Regions from separate parts of the Mus musculus genome. Here region 1 is linked to region 2. A link is a contact called in public HiChIP or PLAC-seq data. All regions are on one chromosome and are shown on one strand. The core of a region is the stretch at or near the end of the contact, and the rest is flanking DNA. Distances in the headings are between cores, read along the strand shown. Region 1 overlaps Dnah6 (dynein, axonemal, heavy chain 6). Region 2 overlaps Kcmf1 (potassium channel modulatory factor 1).

The links. HiChIP or PLAC-seq counts read pairs in DNA pulled down with a chosen protein or histone mark.
Region 1: a contact with region 2 is called in an H3K27ac HiChIP or PLAC-seq map of extraembryonic endoderm stem cells, with 4 times the contacts expected there. The contact joins two enhancer-like sites. A contact is called at or near these places in 1 of 15 datasets of contacts at CTCF or cohesin (embryonic stem cells), 37 of 484 Hi-C or Micro-C datasets (3T3-L1-derived adipocytes, the AML12 cell line, B cells and 20 more), 6 of 115 datasets of contacts at active chromatin or transcription factors (bone marrow-derived macrophages, cardiomyocytes, embryonic stem cells and 2 more) and 2 of 9 other capture datasets (liver and pancreatic islet).

The regions. Positions count from the first base shown.
Region 1 is chr6:73,159,520-73,162,323 of GRCm38.p6, forward strand. It overlaps Dnah6 (dynein, axonemal, heavy chain 6), which reads right to left. Exons shown (of 77, transcript NM_001164669.1): 18 at 1,345-1,488. Among named protein-coding and RNA genes, the nearest start is that of Gm24533, 19 kb to the left of the region's middle. Within about 2 kb of position 1,407, at least 8 of the 459 cell types and tissues checked have an H3K27ac peak or open chromatin away from gene starts, as enhancers often do. A contact at or near this core is called in extraembryonic endoderm stem cells, where this site is marked.
Region 2 is chr6:72,850,347-72,853,542 of GRCm38.p6, forward strand. Kcmf1 (potassium channel modulatory factor 1) reads right to left here. Exons shown (of 7, transcript NM_019715.2): 4 at 37-138. Among named protein-coding and RNA genes, the nearest start is that of Kcmf1, 48 kb to the right of the region's middle. Within about 2 kb of position 1,530, at least 18 of the 459 cell types and tissues checked have an H3K27ac peak or open chromatin away from gene starts, as enhancers often do. A contact at or near this core is called in extraembryonic endoderm stem cells, where this site is marked.

The DNA of each region.
Region 1 (2,804 bases), core at 157-2,656, 310 kb after region 2:
ATACTGGTGGCATTTGTCAGACTCAGTGTCTGAAAAAAGAGCTCGTGAGGTTGGGAAGACAGTGTGGCGGGAATCTGGGAGAAGTTGGAGGGGAGGATGATGGTGGAATTGGTCAAGACACGCTATACACGGTTTCAGCTTATAGAGAGTTGAAAACAGCACCACTCGTCCTATAGAAAAGGAAATGCAAATGAAGGAATTTTATCACGACCTTGAGAACACTGAATTTCAGGGCACCAAACTAATTTTAAAATGTGGGGAAACCGGTAGTCACATGTTTCTCTGAAGACTAGAACAGAGGGCTGGGATGGAGCACCTCACTAAGTGGAGCCAATCTTGAGGTCTGCCTCTCCCACCAGGTGATCATTTGTCCTGTGAAATAATCAGTATAGAGTGGAAAGCTGCAGGAAACGGATTTTCAGTTGGGCACCACAAAGAAGAAAGGTGTAGGTCCAGGAGAAAGAAGCTAAAAACAACCTCTGGGGCCCAGCTCCCTCGAGAAACGGTAGGTACCACTAGAAAATACAGAGCCCAAGATGCAGCAAAGGCAGACTAGGGCAGTGTCAAATCTCAAAGCCAGCTGAACTCCTAACTGAGTTGATAGAACAAGCGAAAAGGTAAACAGAGGGAAACTAATGCCCGTCTCCCAGATTGCAAACCACGTGCCTCAGCAACCACTCGCTGCTGCAGAAGATGCCGGGCTTTCAACAACGACCAAACGAAACACACAGAAAATGGAAAGTCACACAGCGAAGAAAAATGAGCAGAACAAAACACGCCTGAGAGTCAACGGTGATCAGAATCAAACTCAGAAATGGTGCACATTGTTAGGAAGAGAGCTTTTAAATTAACTACAGCGAGTTTGTTAGAGATCTCAAGGGAAAGGGGAGATAACAGGCAAGGTCAGTATGGGAGAAGTCAACTGGCTGCAAATGCCTTTTACCAGCTGAGCAGACTCACCTGATCCTTTTATCCCTTCTAAGGACTGGCTTGGTTGCAACGCAGTTTCCCAACCAACCCTTTCCATGCACTACCCGGCTTCCCCGGCTTTTCCACACTGTATACATCTGGATAGTGCCTAGCTGTGAGGTGCCATAGGGTAAACAGACTCTGCTGTTTGCATTGGGTGCAATTGCAGCCTATATGCTGAGGGCATCAGCATCTTGGCACTACTTTGTCTATCATGTAACAGACCCCAAGTGTTTGTTCTAATCGCAATGTTCCATTGCACCATTTTGCCAGCTGTTGAGAAAAACACACTGGACTATTATTTCTTTTTCCTGCAAACAAATACCCAGGACATCTGAGTTTGGTTCTGAAACGGTTCCCCTCCTCCCATCTTACCTTTTCTTTCATTTTCTCCACCTTCTGTTTGAGCTGGGGCACCACACTGTTAGGTGGCAAGCCCTTTTCCAGCTGGGTCACAAATTTAGCGTATTTAGTAACTTGACTGTTTAGGACTTCTGGATCCAGGCAGTCAAATTTGGACTGTGGGATAAAAAAAAAAAAAAAAAAAACAGTTAAAACACACGATAAATGTCAAGCTTAAACAGTATAAAAGTTTAGCTTTCGTGGCACTACACTAAATGAAAGCAAATCTGTAGGCTTAGAAACAGCCATTGTTAACGCCAATCGCTAATTCTTTTCTTAGCATTGTCTGCTTCGCTATCAAGTGCAGTACTGTGATCCACAGATTATCAGTAAAGACCACAGGGACAGCCCTGCTCTGGGCAGCTGCCTAGATCACATGGATGTCCAGGGGCTGTGCAGAACTGGCCCCACCCCTCAATATCTGTGCCACTCAGGGGAGTGGGGCCTTGCACCTCTCCCAGGCAGCGTAGTGGAGCTGACCATGAGGGCAAGAGCTGGGGAGAGCTGCTCTGCCCTGAGGTAGAGCGGGCATGGATGATGCTCTCCCCAACTTGCCCCTTGCCACCTGAGGTAGTAGGGAGAGCTGTCCCAGAGGTCATAGGAGTGGGAGAGCTATCCCTGCCCCTCACTGGGAACACTGGGAGAGTGGGCCCTGAGCGTTGCCTGGGCAACACAGTGGCAATGTCCTTGTTGGGGAAGGTATGGGTGAGACAGCCCCCAGGATGTAGGAGTGCTCTCCCAGCCCCTTGCCAGCTGCAGCACTCGGGAGAGAGAGCCATGTGCTCTCTGGGCAGCATGGTGGAGCTGGGGCTGGAGGCATGGATGCTGGTGAGCCAGTCTCCTGAGGACATGATAGCAAGAGAGCTGACTCTGTCTCTTGCCTATGGTGGCACTGAGTGGCCTAGACAGAGCAATGTGGGAAAGCTCACCTTGGTGGTATGGATCAGGGAAAGCCAGTGGGCTGACCAGTTTAGTTGTTACCTAGGCCCGGATCCAGGGCTCTGAGTTGGACCACGCCAAAATCTACATCATCTGTTAACTGTTGGGGCACATAAAGGGCAGGATCTCCATGGCACAGGACAACAACAACATGACTGGGAGGAGACCCAGTGAGGATCCACATTAGTGATGTCCCAGAAGGCAGAGTCAATGACTCATTGCAATGAACATTTGCAAGTGAGGGTATGTGGACAGAGGGGTGTACTGTGGGACACTGTGACATACTCCATGCTGTGACATACTACAGCTTCCATGATGAAATGTTTTCTATGTTTTGTTTTGTTCTGTTCTGTTCTGTTTATTGTTTGTGTGGTTCTATTATTATTATTATTATTTTATTTTGGTGGGGAGGTTATGGGGCAGAGGGTGGATATGAGGGAATGGGGAGATGAGTGAGACTGGGGTACATGAAGTGAAACTCACAGAGACTCAAT
Region 2 (3,196 bases), core at 280-2,779:
CACCAATACCACCAGCAAACCCTCCTGAAAGGATATTAAATCTCTAGGGGCTCTGTGTTCAAGTGTCAGATGAGCTGCAAAGTCATCTGTGACATGATTAGGATCTCCTCCAGGTAACGCTGCACATATGGGACAAATCTGCAATGAAGAGAAAGCACAGAGTCAGTACAGAGTTGCTGAGGCCCAGTTCCAACCCAGCAAAGACACTGCAGGTCTGAGCAAGCACTTTTGTCACTCAACTGCAGGGCCATCTCTCAGGGTCACACACAGCAGTTCTAAATAGTTCAAATTTGATTTCCAGCAGAGTTGTCTATCGGTAGGGCTGAGCCACATTTGCGTGGTCTAGCCAAACAGTTCTGGGCAAAACTTTAAAAAATAAACATTTTTACCTAAAATTCAGCCTTGAATGCTGATATCAGACATAAGGTAAGGCATACTTCTCCAAAGGTAGTTAAGGGTCAATCCCCAAATAGAACAGCAAATGCTTGGCTACAGTACAGCTGTGCTCTGGAGAAACAGACTGGAGGATACCTGGGGTTCTCTGCATAGCTTGTCTAGTCTATCTGGCAAGTTCCAGGCCAGAGAGTAATCTTGTCCCAGGAAGGAAGGAAGGAAGGAAGGGAAGGGGGGAGGGAGGGAGGGAGGGAGGGAGGGAGGGAGGGAGGGAGGGAGGGAGGGAGGAAGAAAAGAATGAAAGAGTGAGGGAGGGGGAAGAGGGAAAGGGAGGGAGAGAGGGGGAGGAGAGAAAGAATGAAAAGGGTATCATGGTGGTTTGAACAGGTTTGGTCCTCACACTCATGTGCTTGGCCCATAGGAAGTGGCACCGTTAAGAGGTGTAGCCTTGTTGAGGTAGGTATGGCATTGCTGGAGGAAGTATGCTACTGTGCTTTGAGGTTATATATGCTCAAACTATGCTCAAAGTTGAGACATAGCCCCCTTCTGCTGCCTGCAGATTAAGATGTAGAACTCTTAGTTCCTTCTCCAGCACCATGTCTAGCTGCATGCTGCCATGCTTCCTGCCATGATGATAATGGACTGTATCTTTGAAACTATAAAGCCAGCCTCAATGAACTGTTTTCCTTTATGGGAGATGGCAAGGCCATGGTGTCCCTTCACAGCCATGGAAAGTAAGGCAGGTAGCTATGAAATAGCTATAGAATGTGTATACAATAAGATGAATGAGATAATTAATGCACAAATGAGCACTGATCATTTCTGAAACAACTTGAAGATGGGAGGAGGAGGAGGAGGAGGAGGAGGAAGAAAGCATAGGGAGAGGAAGAGGAAGAGGAAAGAGGAAGAGGAGGAACCGTATTTCCCAGGGGGGTGGGTAGTGTGAGAGTCTGTAAGCAGATCAAGATCAAGGAGTTAGTAACTTCCTTGTTTGCCTAATGGCCAGAGACAGAAACAACATGTAAGAATAAAACAATGTGCACACGGGTAGAGGAGATGATGGTTGGAAAGGAACTCCCTTCTTTCCCCAAAGCTTGAGCGAAAACCACAGGGCAGGTAATCTTGGCAGCTGCCAGGAGGGGGCAGTGGAGAAGACAGGGTCCAAGAGGGGATGTGTTCAGCCACAGGGGTGAGCAGCTGAGCGGAGCGTGGGGGAGATTCAGAGATGAGTGGGAATGAGAGTGCCAGGCAAGGGTGCTCAGGATTTTGGCCAGTATACAAAGAAGAGCCAAAATGGAGGAGAAACGGAAGAGGGGTTAGGCTTTGGGGTTAGAACTTACAGAGGTGGGCAGGATCAGCCGCCGAAAATCTCTAGCCAATTGCTGGAAAGGCCATTTTGAAAAACTTTTTACCACAATTAGTGAATGGGAGGTGGAAGACAGAAAAGAGTAAAAAATTATTCCTTCCGTGACATAGGAAAAGTTTCCAAATCCTAAGACACAGACAAGGACTGGAGCTGAAAGCTGAGGTGTGTGAGCATGTCAACACCTCACTAGTCATGTGACAAGTGGAAGACTCCGGCCATTAGAGTCTATGGGAGCTGGCTTACAGCAGCACTCGAGGAGGAAACTGGCAAGATGGCATCAGATCAATGCTGAAACACAGAGCAGAAGGCTGACCAATCTGACTCCTGGCTCCCAAGTAAACACACTTTCCATTTTTTCTGAGAGCAGAAGGCCCTGAGAGTATGACTGTGATTTGGTAACGAGTCTCTAATGCCCAACTGGCTGTCCTGATTACTTATGCCTCAAGCCTGAAAAATAACTAAGAAAACCTAAGGATGCTCACAAGAAAAAAAACAAGGACGGGCTGAAGACAGAGTTGGAAAGGTCAGGGTGGAATGTGCCAAGGGAAGTGACAGAAGCCAGCAAGCACACTCTCAAGTCCAGTTTACAACGGTCAGGATTTCTCCTCCCTTGAAGAGAAAAGCAGTGGTCTCTGCTCTTGAATTTACGAACTGTGAGCTCTTCCCTAGAAACGCAGGCCACCTGGTGTCGCTCCTGTGCTCTGGGATGACTGCTTACTCAACTTTCTAGGTGCTTCTGCCTAGTTAGACTACAAGCTTTTGTGTTTTGGAGACCAGTTCTTCTATATAGAAGCCCTTCCCTAAATACTGTCTGACTGGAAATGGTGTGTATATTCAGGTACATAGAGAGCTCACACGAAGCCCAACATCCTACTATATCCACTTGAATCCATTCTCAGGCCTGGGTTTGCCCCAAGTCTTCCCAGCCCAAGCCGTGGCTTCCGTATTGCTAGACACTCGCACTCTCCACTCTGCCTCAGAGAAACCATGCTGCCTTCCAGTCACAAGGATCCAAGTTTGATTCCTTAGGAGCCGATGCTAAGGAAAGTTGCTGGGTTTGATGGCACGTGCTTCGATTCTAGTGCTGGGGAGGTGGAGACAGCTGGACTTCTATAAAGTACCATATATCTCTTGAGAAAATATCTGAATTGAACTCCATGTATCAATTCCTCTGAAAATGTATTAAGTTTGGAGCCATGGAAAATTTTTTCCTTCTTAAGAATGTCTGTTCCAAAGCTTATGAATTCTCAGCATCATTTATGTCCTTCTGTTACTTTCTGGTGCCACTAAGCACACATCCATTCTCTAGCAACGATCATCTTGAGAGGGACAGCTTCCTTGGGTATGATGATGCACACTCATTCACGTAATCAGCATGCTTAGGGCTGTCAGATTTCCACAAGGTCATACACACAGTACCCATCATCCTTTGCTTCT